Regions from separate parts of the Gossypium arboreum genome. Here region 1 is linked to region 2. A link is a contact called in public Hi-C data. All regions are on one chromosome and are shown on one strand. Each heading gives the region's core, a stretch centred on a gene start, on an enhancer-like site or on the middle of the called end of the contact. The rest is flanking DNA. Distances are from core to core; before and after follow the strand shown.

Region 1 (6,488 bases), core at 2,190-4,689, 150 kb after region 2:
ATAAATCAAATGTTTATGGAAAATGGTTGGACTCAAATGATAAAGTTGTCGACTTTTGAACTTCCCTAAACCTTACAATGAATGTTGGAACCTTAACTTAAGGTTTCACCAAAGCTTATGATTCTCGAATTTAAATCCAAATTTTAAAAACTTTAATAATCCATATGAATAGTCCTGTTAGGATTTGGGAACCAATAGTCGAAATGACCGATGGGATATGGACCTCTGACCCGGATAAACCTGACCTGAAATAAGAATGTTTGCCTATAGTCACAGTTAGCTAAGGACCTTGCAGGAATGCAAGATGTTTGTAAAGATAGCTCTTGTGGGAGAGCTCGCGTAAACCTCGCAAGGGCTAGGTTGTGAGCTGTATCTGTGAAGAGGACCCTCGCTCATGACTGACAGGTGCAAGATTCACTAGGAGAGTCAGTCCTAGGGTCAAAAAGGACCAAATGCTCCACATGTAAGTGTCCAATAAGCCAAAGGAGGCCCAGAGAATGTTAGCACCAGGGACAAGGAATATCAATGCCCCCGGCCCAAAAGCTAAGATAAAACAGTGGGCCCTATTGTGAGCTGTAATAGTAGCAGTAAGGATATATATAAATACCCCTTGTGTTTCCTTTAATACAACATGACAAAATCTTACTCAACAAGTCCAATTCATAGAGTTGAAGATTGTTATTAAAAGAAGAGTTGAAAACAAAAACAATAGCCTCAATCTTACAAATCAACTTCCAGAAACCCTAGGGAATTTGACATTTGATATTTCCTAAAACCTAATATTGTATTTAAGACCCAACTTTTTTCTATGATGTTTAGCACTTTAGTCATATGAAAACTAAAAGTTTCACATCAAACGAAATTCAAATACTCATCAAATACGTACCTGATCAAAACGCACTTGTTCCTTAAAAAGGTATGATAATTTGCAGTATTCCTTCTTCGAGGACTCTATTTTGATTTCCGCTACATAATTTCTTAAGTCATTTTTGGCTAACAAGATCTTCTAAGAAATATAAATAAAAAATTTTACGTCTAGATGATAGTCATGAACTAATTACTTTAAAACTTTTAGGATCCACAACCTTGAGAAAAAATAATTTAATTAATTAATTATATCAACACCCATTTGCATCAATAAGTGCTCCAGTTTTTTTTATATATGTTTTAGTCCTTATACTTAGCCTTTCATTTGATTCTTAAATGAAATATTGCATCTTAGCTTATTTTTGCATGATTAATGTCTCATTTGCATATGTTTAAGTTTTTATTTAATTATGTTTAATTTTTAACTGATTTTAGTAGTTGATAATTATTTAGGTTTTTTGTGAGTTGGGTTAGATTCATTAGAGCTTAAAGTTAAAGTCTGAGGATCGTCGGAAAAGAAACGGAGCGTGCATCACAAGTTGAGTGTAAGGTCATTTTGGTCCTTTATGAGATCTACAACTTCAAGCAAGCTCTTGTAACCTAATTTAGGTTATTTAGGCAATATATACAAGATTTTTTTAGAGGAAGGTAGGGACTTTTGGCTATTTTCTGACTTTATTGCTATCTATTTGTTTATTGTGTTCTTCAACTTTATGGCATACTAAACTCCCTAGTTAAAGGATTTTTGAAGTTTGATCTTGTAAATTCGTGAGATCTAATTTGTTCTTAGTCCTTCTTAATTCTTTAGTATTTTCACATCTTCAGTTTGAATTACAATTATTCATGTTTATTAAATATTCGACTGTTATTTGATAACTTAAAATAATTGTCATCAATTAGAATAATTAAATTTGTAATTGTTTAATTCATTCTAATACTTATGACCCACTTCATAATTGTGTATGTGGTAATATATATAATTTTGTGGTATGGATGAGTAATTTAGCTTAAATAAATTGAATTTGTTGGTTAAAATTAGATCACTCTCATTTTTAATGTTATCGTAAGTTAAATATTGTATTTATTTATTGGTTAGATTCCTAATTAGGTTGATTGTGCTTTGTCACAATTCACCACTTGATTAGTAATTGAAAACAAAAATAATTAAATTGATTATATATTTTAAATGTTATTTGAATTTGAATAAAATTGTTGTAGATTAATCGAATTAAAATTATTTTAAACTATTTGATTGTTTTAAGATTAACCTGAGAGCTTCTCAACTTATGAAATAAACTTGCAAGAGAGGATAGAAGGGTTCTTACTTTATTTTGTTTTATTTAATGATCATTTATAAATGTATTTATTAATATATATCATATATGATGTGTAGAAGTGATTATGGATCGGGCTTCAATAGAATTTTATGTTTGTTTTCTAGGTTCGGGTCCGGTTCAAACAAAAGACACTAAAACTTAAGCCCAGTTCGACTTATCCGTATTAATTTTTATATTATTTTTATATAAAAATTAAAATATATAATACATTAAATACACTAAAAATATTAAAATAAATATTTTCCAACAAATTGAAATTAAATTAAAAATTATTTACACTTAAATAACACTAATATAAGTACAACTTAACAAGTAAATACATTTAAAATAATAACAAAATTAATAATAAAATAAAAGTTATATTATATTCAAATAATAATAACAAAATGATAACGAAACGCCAATAAAATAATGACAAAATAGCAGCAAAAAAGTAATATTTTTTGTAAATTTAAGTCTCAAAACTCAATCTGTTTAAAAAACGAGTCGTTTAAAATTTTTTGGTTTAAACCCAAACCCTCCAACTCTGGTCTAATGATGCGAGACCTTTGGGGATTTTTTTTATTATTCTTGACAAATAAAGATATTTTGAAAGGGAAGAAAATATTTCGGAGCCAACATGTAAAAAGGTTTTGGACTATATACCTTTACACAGAGAAATCATATATATAATATCATAAGTTGGTGCAACTCAAAAGGATGCAATATTACTGTGGGTCCAAATTTCCTAAGAGCCAATTAAAAAACATAGATTTCGAAAAAAACAAATATTGTTAAATTTGGTAAATTTCAAAATCAAGAAAATGAATCAACTTTGTATTAGAATTCTAAATTCAAATTAAAATGCTAATTAGAATGTTAATTTATATTAAAATTTGATTAAATTTATTCAGGCGTAGTCAAGGAGGGCTGGTATGGGCGGGCCTCTTAAAATGAAAAATTTTATTTTAAGACTTTATATTTTTTAAAATTTTAAATTAATAAAAATAAAATTATATTTTAACCCGTCCTAAAATTATAAAAATTTAACTTAATCTTTTACAAATTATAAAAATATAAACCATAAAAATTAAAATTTTATGAGATCTCTAAAAGAATTTTTGGCTTCACTCTAAATTTATTTTCGTTGTCATATCATTAAAATACATATCTTTTGCTTGTGTCATATAGATAGGACAGCATGGTGCAATTGAATTAATAAATTAGCATTTTCATTACAACCATAATTCGCGTCAAAAAGTAAAAACTCATTAAAAATATATGAATAGAAAAGTGCAGGTGTGTGGGACCCTGGTTTAATTCAGCTCCCAAATTTCATCGGCTCGACTCGCTAAAGACACGTGAAAATGTGGCTCTCGGCTTCCTAAGATGCCTTCTTTTTCCTTTCATTTCTTTCCTTCTTTCACCAATTACATCCCGTCCTTCATTCCCCCCTCCCCCTTTTTCTATCTCTTCCACCGTCCACAAATTCTCAAAATTCCCCAATTTAACTATACATTTTTCCTTATTTTCTGATCTTATATTCTCCATGGATCTGTGCTTCACTCTTTCTCTTCTCCTTCATCTTCCTTCTTTCTTTTCTTCATGAACTCTTGATTCCTCTTTCTCAGCCTTTTGAGGTGAGTTCTTACGCGGTTTTGACTTAATTTTTACTCTTTATTGCTTGCTCGCTTCAATACTGCTTTCTTTTAGCATCTTCGGTTGTTGTTTAGTTGGTGCATGGAGCTTGTTTACTCGTTTCGACTTCTTCCGATTTTTTACTACCTGCTCTGCTTGAGTAGTTTATGAGTTATGTTTCTCTAATTTTGCTTACGGAACAGTACAATCCGTTTTATTAGTAGCGATGAAATATAAAATAAGGGAAAGGATGAGTAAGTAGTCTTTTTTGTGCTGTTCTTTTTCTTCTTTATTTGAAAAGGATAGATTCGGTTCATGGAATGAACTCCAGAATCCAAACGTACTTCTTTATTTATTATAAATACGTTACGTTACAATGTGAAACGTCCTTTCTAATAGATAATTAAATATTTGTTTATTGGTAATTAAGTTAGTTTTTAACGAAAATAATATATGTTTTTTGGATACAGAACAAAATAATAATTAAATATTTAGAAGAACTTTCAATACCAATGGAGAAAAGATCAATGCCTAATATATAGGTTCTAAACAAGAAAATTAATAATAATCCTAAATTTATCTTCCTACTAGGAACAATCAAACAAGAATATGCTAAAATCAACCTTTTTGGAAATTTAACTACGGATTGCTTGATTTTGTAAAATATATCGCTTTTATAGTATATGTGGGATCGTGCTATCCAGTTTAAAATTCGTAGGAGGGACCAAACGTTGTAACTTTGGGAGCCTGGATTGATCATAAGGGTTTAACTAGTGCAATCAAAGAACTCTTTGGCTGCTTCAACCTTAAGGTTTCTAATTTACACGTCTGAGGTTCCCTGCTTTATGGGTTGAAATTGGGTAATTAGTTACGCATATAATTTGTTGATCCTTCAATTCCACTAAGCTCCATTTACTGGCCTTTATGAGCATTAGATTTGGATTTTCTTTTGTTTTTTAATTTCTGATTTCTAATTTCTTTGAATTTTGTTTTGGAACCTAATGGATATTATGTTTAATGGTGTTTGCTGATTTTTTTTTTCAGTTAAGGTGCAATGAGCCTCTGAGACTTCTGAAATTAAAATAGAATTGATCATATCATGTCTGATCGTGTTGCAAAATCAGATTCTGATAGTGATGGAACAGCTAGGAAATCTATGAATCATTACCAAGCTGCTTGGATGGATCACTGGAAACATGCAAGGCACAAACCATCCACTGAGGTTCGCAGTCATTTACTGCACTCCCCTGGACCGAAAAAAGATGATCACGAAGATTTTAAGAAGCATCCTTTGCTTTCTAGGACTGAAATTGCAGCGAATATTTCAAACTATTCTCAAGGATTTAGAGACGTTTCTGAAGACAGAACAGATGACACCTTGAAGAAGCGTCTGAGAATGGTTTCAATGAAGTCGGGGAAAGAAATTTTAGATGGACAGCCTCTTCCACTGTTCAGCAATTTAGGGAATAGGGAGAATGCCATGTCTTCTAAGAATGATGCAGGTACTTCATCTGGCGGTGAGGCAGTGAAGTATCAAATTGATCTCAATGATGGCCATAATTCTATTGGGTTGGGTAGAAGTGAGTGGGCTTATCCAGAGGGCATATCACGAGTACCTCAGAAGCTGATCAAGCCTCATGAATTTCTTGAAAACAACACTTTAGCTGTTTCATCATCTTTTCTGGATGATGTTGGGTCATGTTCTAAAATTGTACCATATGTACTGCATAGTGCTGCAGCTCCAACACAGTCCTTCACTTATCAGCATGAAAACATTGATCAACCAAGCCCTGTTGTAGCATCCAAAGAGCACCTCGCAGATGCTAAACTTTGCAGCTATTCTAACTTTTGGGTCCATGAGAAGAAAGCTGATATCCTTTTCGAGTCCAGAAGAGTGGAGAATTCACTGTCCGGGCAGAATGTTGCACCTTTATTACTTAATGATCAGTCAAGAAACAATAGTCAGAATAAGCAGAGTCAGGAAGTGGAATATGATTCTAGTCTTAGATTGCTTCCAAGCTTGGGCAGTCCTGAGGCTGAGAAATCAGGAAAAGCATACGATGAACATCTCTTGCTGCCAAGAATACCTCGTTCTGTTCATGATGTCAAGACTATGAGAATATGTGCCACTATTGATTCTGTGGAAGAATTACCCACAGGTCCCTCCAAGATTTCTCAAACAACTCACCAATTTTTCATTACAAAGAAGACTGGTGTTAACTTAACTGAAGGAGGACAAGAGTTCAGAGATGCAACAGTCTCCCCCAAATTGAAGGGAAAAATGTTCAATGAGTTCCTGAGCTTATCTCCCAGTTTCAGTTTCCATGGTCAGCAAGGAGTAAAACTGCAACCTCTGGAGAGCTCTACAGATAGTGAAAGAAAAGAAAATGTTCGGGACATCAGAACTTCTACTGTTTGTTTAAAGAATGAATCATCAGTTGAAACTGACGCGATGGAATTGGATGTTTTCCAGAAGAGCCTTCTTTCAGGTATGTATTTATGTTGCCTCTGTAATCATGAAGCTAATGGAATTATGTATTGTAAAATCTCACATCAGACTAATTAGAAAGTTACTCTTAGAAATATCTTTAAATTTAGTTAAATTTATATTTACTTGCTCTTTCAGTATTTATTTTCATATTTAATAAGCTTACTTTTGTTGCAGGA
Region 2 (6,671 bases), core at 682-3,181:
AGTGCTACAAGCAAACAAATTGATTCCATGACTAATGGTTTCTCAAGTTAACCATTGCCTTTGCCACTATATCAGTGATTCATCTCCAGCTTCTGCCGAGTTATAAAAACAGAATGTGTGAATCATTCAAAGTTTCCAAGGAATACAAATGAAATAGAACTAGTGGTCTCTATTGGTTAGGGTTAGTACCTTTCCCAGGTACGATTATTACGGGTGCGGATTTGCAGTTGTGGAAGCAATACTCGCTTACACTTCCTTGAAATACACTGCAAAGGTATGAATATGATGAGGGAAGAGCAAGGGAATAATGGAGTCATTTAGTTTTTCCATGTATTTGGAGGATATCTTAAGGCATAGCTACATACTCATGTGTAGATATAAGTCCAACACAGGTGTTAAACATAAGAACATTCAGAAAAGTGACATCTATATAGAAAGATGTAACATGAAATTGAGGATTAAATCAGACCTTTGAATTAAGCTTCTACCACGAGTTCCCATAACCACTGCTGCTGGCTTCAACCTCTCTGCTTCCTTGCAAATTACCTTACCGGCATCCCCTTCGACTATTCGAGCTTTAGTCCTCACCTAATTCGAAGAAACTATAAATTTCAGAAAATCCAAACACCAAATAATTTTGACTCTCAAAGCTATATTGGAACTAGGGGCATGCAAAGGAAACACTACCCTAAAGTTTAATTCAATTATAATGTATAAATGCCAAAAGCAACAGATAATTGTGTACTCTAACTAGCATATCCCGTTGAAAAATTAAAAACAATCTGTTCATATTGATCATCTTAAACCTTTAAATAGCTAAAACAGTGAACCATCTTGACATTTGACAGAATATTCGAAGGGCTATGGACCAACGAGGGTTCTTTTATACATATATACCAAAAAAAAAAAGACCATGCACTTTTTGCGCCTTGGAGGGTTTATTCCTTGCACCATTGACGACACTGACATTGATCAATTTAAAACTTTAGGTGCAAATAGAAGATCAAATCATGGTTCAAGATTTTAGTTGGTCAATATTGTTGATTTATATTTGAAGTTTGGACGTACCCTATAAATGTTATTAAAAGTTCTAGAAATGAAACTAACCAACCTCTATTTCGCATTATGCACCTAAACATATGTAGATATTACAATTGATCCCATGGAAATTGTCAGTAATCCACATATATCAATGTACTCATCTATGGAAATAATAGACACAACAATAGATGGATCAATAATCAACCTAATTTAAAATGTCCACACAACAGACATAATGATCTCGCAATAACAATTCCATACTAATGACGCAAATGATAATAAAAGATGAAGAACTAACCATGGTAACCTCAAAAGCCTCGACCGCTAACTTCTCCATAAGAGCTTGACTAATTTCATAAACCACATCGTTTCTGACACCTATAAAGAAAAAAAACCCAGAAAAAATTTGAGAAATAAGTAAGCTAATAATCTAGAAATCGATTATTTCTATGACATAAGTTATAACTGGAAACAGCATGGACAAGATGGATGGTATCAGCAAGCCTGAGGAAGTGAATAAGAGCCCAATCAAAGGCGTGTTTGCTCTTGGGGCCGTGATCAATAGCAATGAGTATATCTCTGCCTCTCCTTCTCTCCCCTGTTTCCCTCTCTAGTGCTGGCTCTGGGACTACTGGGACCAGCGAAGGCAAAATTACTTCTCTGTAATTGTACTCTTCATCTTCCATCACCGTCTCCATTTCGTTGATTAATTCCCAAAATGAAAGAAAATAGAAATCTTGTTTTCGTTTCTGAATTCGGGTTTTCCAGGATTTTGTTTGATTTGCTAGAGTTTCGTTGTTGGAAGATGATGAATTGAAATACGAGACCGAACTTTTGAATTGTAGCCGCCATAGACAGGCGCATGAATTACGTGTTTCAATTTTGAAACCGTGTCGTGTCGACTAGTCATAGATTAGGCAGGTTTTTTCAGTAAGAAAGTAGTTTGGTCCCACCCATGCTTCCCTTGACTATTTAATTTACTCTTTTGATTAAATTAGTAGAATTTAAAGATTACAATATATTTACGGCATGTTTTGAGGGTAGATTAATTGGATGAAAGTATAATTATTAGTATATTAATTAAATTCTTTTTTTTTGTAATTATTAAGGTATTAAGTGTAATCTTTTGTAATTATGAAGAATTATAATTTTTAGTCGTGTTTGACTAATAGAGTGTAATTACATCATAATTTCTCATATAATATTTGATAGTACAAGTTATAATTACAAAGTTATAGTATTTATATTTTTAAAATATTAATTATTATAAAAATTATTATGTGAAAAAAACAATTTTAAACAAGTAACAAAAGTTATATGTTATGTTAGTATAAAAAAAGTTGATAATCGATAACTAATAAAAATAACAAGAAAAGTAAATATTATATACAATTTTATCTAATTGCTATGGTGCATGTTTATTGAGTTATTCCTCTTTAATATTTAACATATACTTCTTATCATTATATTTTGGTCCTTAACCAAGTTTATCATCATCTAAATTTGAATCCGCATCATTAAAATTATCAAGACCTCTTTCTTCCATGTACTCTATGAAGTATGGATCATCTCAATTCCCTCTATGGTTGTAGTTATGAAATATGCAACATGTTAGTACGATCCAACATTGATTCTTATGTTATACTAAGGTGATATTAATATGAGAAATGTTTTTTAAAGCAACAATTGTCTTATCAATTACATTTCGAAACCTTGAATGTCTAAAATTAAAGAGTTTGTGAGTTGTCTATGGTGTTTGTGTCTGACGCCATTTTCTCGAATGGTATCAAACCTCACGATATCGTGCAAGAGAACCTTTTCTATTTTCATAATTAGCATCAACCTTATAATATTTGAGTTTATAGTCCAAATTAGATCTGATCATGGGTTAGACCACCCTCCTAGGCCCGAAGGCCTGCTCGAAAAGTGGGAGGGTTTCGACAAAAATGTAGGCCCAAAAAATGGGCTTGGACAAAAAATGCCTATTTTTTAAACGAGCTAGGGCCTGGTAGGATTTTTTGGCCCGGGCTCGACTCGAATCAGCTTATACTTTCTTTTCTATTGTTGTTTGCTATTGTTTTGTTGCCATTTCGATATTATATTGCTACTATTTTGTTGTCATTGTTTTGATATTATATAACTTTTTATTGTTAATTTTGCTACTATTTTAGAGGCATTTGCTTGTTAAGTTGCAACTATCTTAGTATTTTTTAATTACAGATTTAAAAAAATGTATTTTCAATTTGTTTAATGTTTTAGTGTATTTAAAATATTATATTTTTAAATTCGTTTTATATAAAAATAAATACGCATTTAGTCGAATCAGACTTGAATTTAGCATTTTTAATCTGGGTCAAACTTGGACAAGTTTTTAGGCCCATTTTTGGGTCAAACCGGCCCGAGCATAGAAATGGGCCTAAAATTTTACATCGGTCTAGCCCAACCCACGCCAGTCTAATCCAAATAGTTTATAGCTTTAATTATAAAAATTTATATAAACTTAATTTAGAGAAAGACTTATGCTAGGTTAAATCCATTTTTATAATATGTAAATTAAGTAAAAAATAATATAAAATCTATAATATATGATTTTTATAAAAAAATTTATAAATTGTCCAAAGCTTCCATAACACTTCTTATAAATAATATAATATTTCTATAGCTTTAGAAATTATTTTTTTTCACACCCTAGTTTGGCGAACTGGATTAGTTTGAGAGATTATATCAGTGGTGACCGTCTAAGTAGCGAAACTTAGACCAGATGAGGCAATAACTTCGTGATGGAGTGCTACGAAGAACCTCGCCAATGCTGCGGAGTGTCAGTCCGAGCAATAAGGAGTTATAGTTAGGGCGAGGGCCTTATTAGGGGAACTATCCCGCTAATAAAATCGTCACCTGTGTTTTAGTATTGTTACTTAAGTAAGTACGATGACTTGTAGGATACGTTTGAGTCACCTGGCCTCCTTGTAGAGGCAACATGTCAATAATTAGGACACTTGTAGAGCCTCGTAGGATGTGATTAATTAGTGGAAGCGTGCGAGAACGAGTAATGATTAGAGATAATCTTGATTGAGATTTGGACATAGGTTAGCTATAAATAGGATAGTATGGTAGTGAAGAGAAGGTTTTCTAATCCATCTTCTCCACCAAACTTTGTTATCATCAAAGAAACTAGGAGAGTTCTTCTTTGTTAGCAAGGGTGTTAACTATAAAAGTATAAGATAATGTAGTGCTAGTTGTCTGCTGGTAAATTCTTAAACTTTCATTTAAGTTTTGCCAGATAGATAAAAACTGACTTAAGAAAAAATTGATAGGATTTCTTTGAATACTAGGTAGGAAGGAAACTCCTATCCATAAATTGTTTGCATGTCTATAGATTCTTATTGCATCATAACTTTTTGGTTATTTTTGATGATTAAAGAAGTTGTTTTATTGTTTAGCTAAAGAAATGAGAGAAGGTTCCAATGCTAAAGGAACCAGTAGAGTAGATAAAGTTCTAAGTAAAGCATTCTAGTGAGCTTGTAATGGCGTAAATTTAAGTTATCGGAATAGTGGTTTGGTAACCACAAATCTGATTTAAAGAGAAATTTATTTTAATATTTTTGCATGAATATTGATATTATAGGAAAATCGTATAAAAATATTGATAGAAAAATTTTATCGATTTAGTGGTTAGTTAGAAAAAAAAATTATTGAAGAAATTGGGTAAAAACAAGGTATCAAGACTTTGATCTCAGAAGACTAAGTCAAAAATATTTTTATAAATATTTATGAAATGATAGTAATATGGTATTAAAATTTCGTTAGAAAATTTTTATGTTTGGGTAGTTAATTAAGTAAAAAAGACTAAATTGAAAAGGATGTAAAAGTTACTAAAAGGATTAAATAGCTCAATTTTTAAATGAGGAGGGACATAAATTGCAAATAAGCCTAAAGGAGATATTTTGGGCAGCATAAGCTGAGAAAAATCAAGAGAATTGGTGAAATAAGGGCAAAATGGGAAAATAACAAAAGTCTTCATATTTCTTCATTATCATCAGAAAAAAAACGTCCTAAGGGTTTATTCAAGCTGGTATTTCATAATTTTGGCACCAAGTGAGTTAATTCTTGCCTTTTTCTTATAATTTTTGTGTTTTTAAGACTTTTACAACTAGGTCCTACTATTAAATTCATTAGTTTTTAATTTCATGGATGAAGTTGAAAGTCACCATGGTTGAGTGCTGTAAGTTTATGATAAAATAGCATGAAATTGAAGCTTCAATTTGTTTATGAAATGATTTTATTAGGTAATTTCAATAGAAATTGATTTTTATGACCTAATTGTGAAAATGTTTGGAATTAAAGTCTAGTGCTGAAATTCTGATTCCTAAAGGTTATAAAGTAGTTTAAAGTGATAAAATAAAGTGTTAATTGAGAAAAATTAGCTCAATTGAGAGGCTAATTGAGTAGGGACGAAATTATAATTTATTAAAAGCTTAGGGGAAAAATGGTAATAAACATCTTGCATTAAAACAGTTCTGGACAACAGCAGTAGACTAACTTTGAAAAGTCACCATAAATTGTGTAAATCTAATTAGAAGATGAACAAAATATGGAATTAAATCTTATTGAGTCTAGTTTCTCACAGAAGAAACATTGTAAGCAATGGAATTATAAATCATGAGATATAATAAATTTTACAAGACAAGATCAGAATGAATTTGGGTTCCCCTATTCTGACTTTGGAAAATCATAAAAAAATTGGAGAAAAATATGTAGGGGTTAAAATTTATATATTTAAATTATTAATGAGTCTATTTTCTATAGAAACAAATTAAAACTTCATCCAAATTTTGTAATAAGAGATAATTAATTTTTAGCAAAGAAAGGTCGAAGCTATCAGACAACAAAATAGGGGTAAGTTTGAAGATTTTAATGTACTTATTGGATAAACCAAAAATTCTGAAAATTTTATGGTAGAAAGGTATTTGAGTCTAGTTTCAGAAACATCAAGCAGTTTTTAATTTGGAATTTTTTAGCTTGAGATATAAATAATTTAGTGACTACAACTCAAGTAAACAACTTTGAATGAACTAGAAATAATAGTGGAATTATAGAGAATATTACATATGAACATGAAATGTATTAAATTAATGATTACATTTATTTATTTAGATTTGGAAAATTCAAATACGAAGCTAGATCGAGGAAAAGAAAAAGTTAAGGATTAGTAGATTTTTGTATACGAACAAGTATTGAGGTAAGTTCGTGTAACTTGAATTATATTCTTAAATGCTTGAGATTTATGTTATTGATGTGAATATGATTTGAATGTTCATTGTATGAAAATTGATGAAACATTGATATATTTGATAAAAAGGGGAAGAAATTCCAGTTGAATGGAAGGAAAATTTGATGGATCTCTAAAAAGGAATTGACGGTAAAAATGATCTAGCCCAGACGGGTGATCCTATCCTGATATAGCCCTCCCGAAGAATATGTGTAAAATAGATTTAGCCCGGAGGGTAATCTGAATTAGGGTCTGAATTTAGCCTAGACTGGTAATTCAGATCCAAGCTCATTAGAGTAATTATCGTTGCAGAGGATTTAGCTTGGACTGGTAATCCCGACAATACTCTATGAGTTTATAT

What was found. A called contact is a pair of places that touch in the nucleus more often than the background predicts.
Region 1: a Hi-C map of leaf shows a contact between it and region 2, with 2.1 times the contacts expected there. The contact joins the promoter of LOC108479856 here to the promoter of LOC108478348 in region 2. A contact is called at or near these places in 2 of 5 Hi-C or Micro-C datasets (both in leaf).

What each region holds. Positions count from the first base shown.
Region 1 is chr12:4,550,829-4,557,316 of ASM2569848v2, forward strand. LOC108479856 reads left to right here and starts at 3,440. Exons shown (of 4, transcript XM_017782679.2): 1 at 3,440-3,823; 2 at 4,866-6,310; 3 at 6,487-6,488. The coding sequence starts at 4,921.
Region 2 is chr12:4,400,107-4,406,777 of ASM2569848v2, forward strand. It overlaps LOC108478348 (universal stress protein PHOS32), which reads right to left and starts at 1,932. Exons shown (of 5, transcript XM_017780799.2): 1 at 1,508-1,932; 2 at 1,340-1,419; 3 at 470-588; 4 at 190-266; 5 at 1-92. The coding sequence starts at 1,739. The coding sequence ends at 67.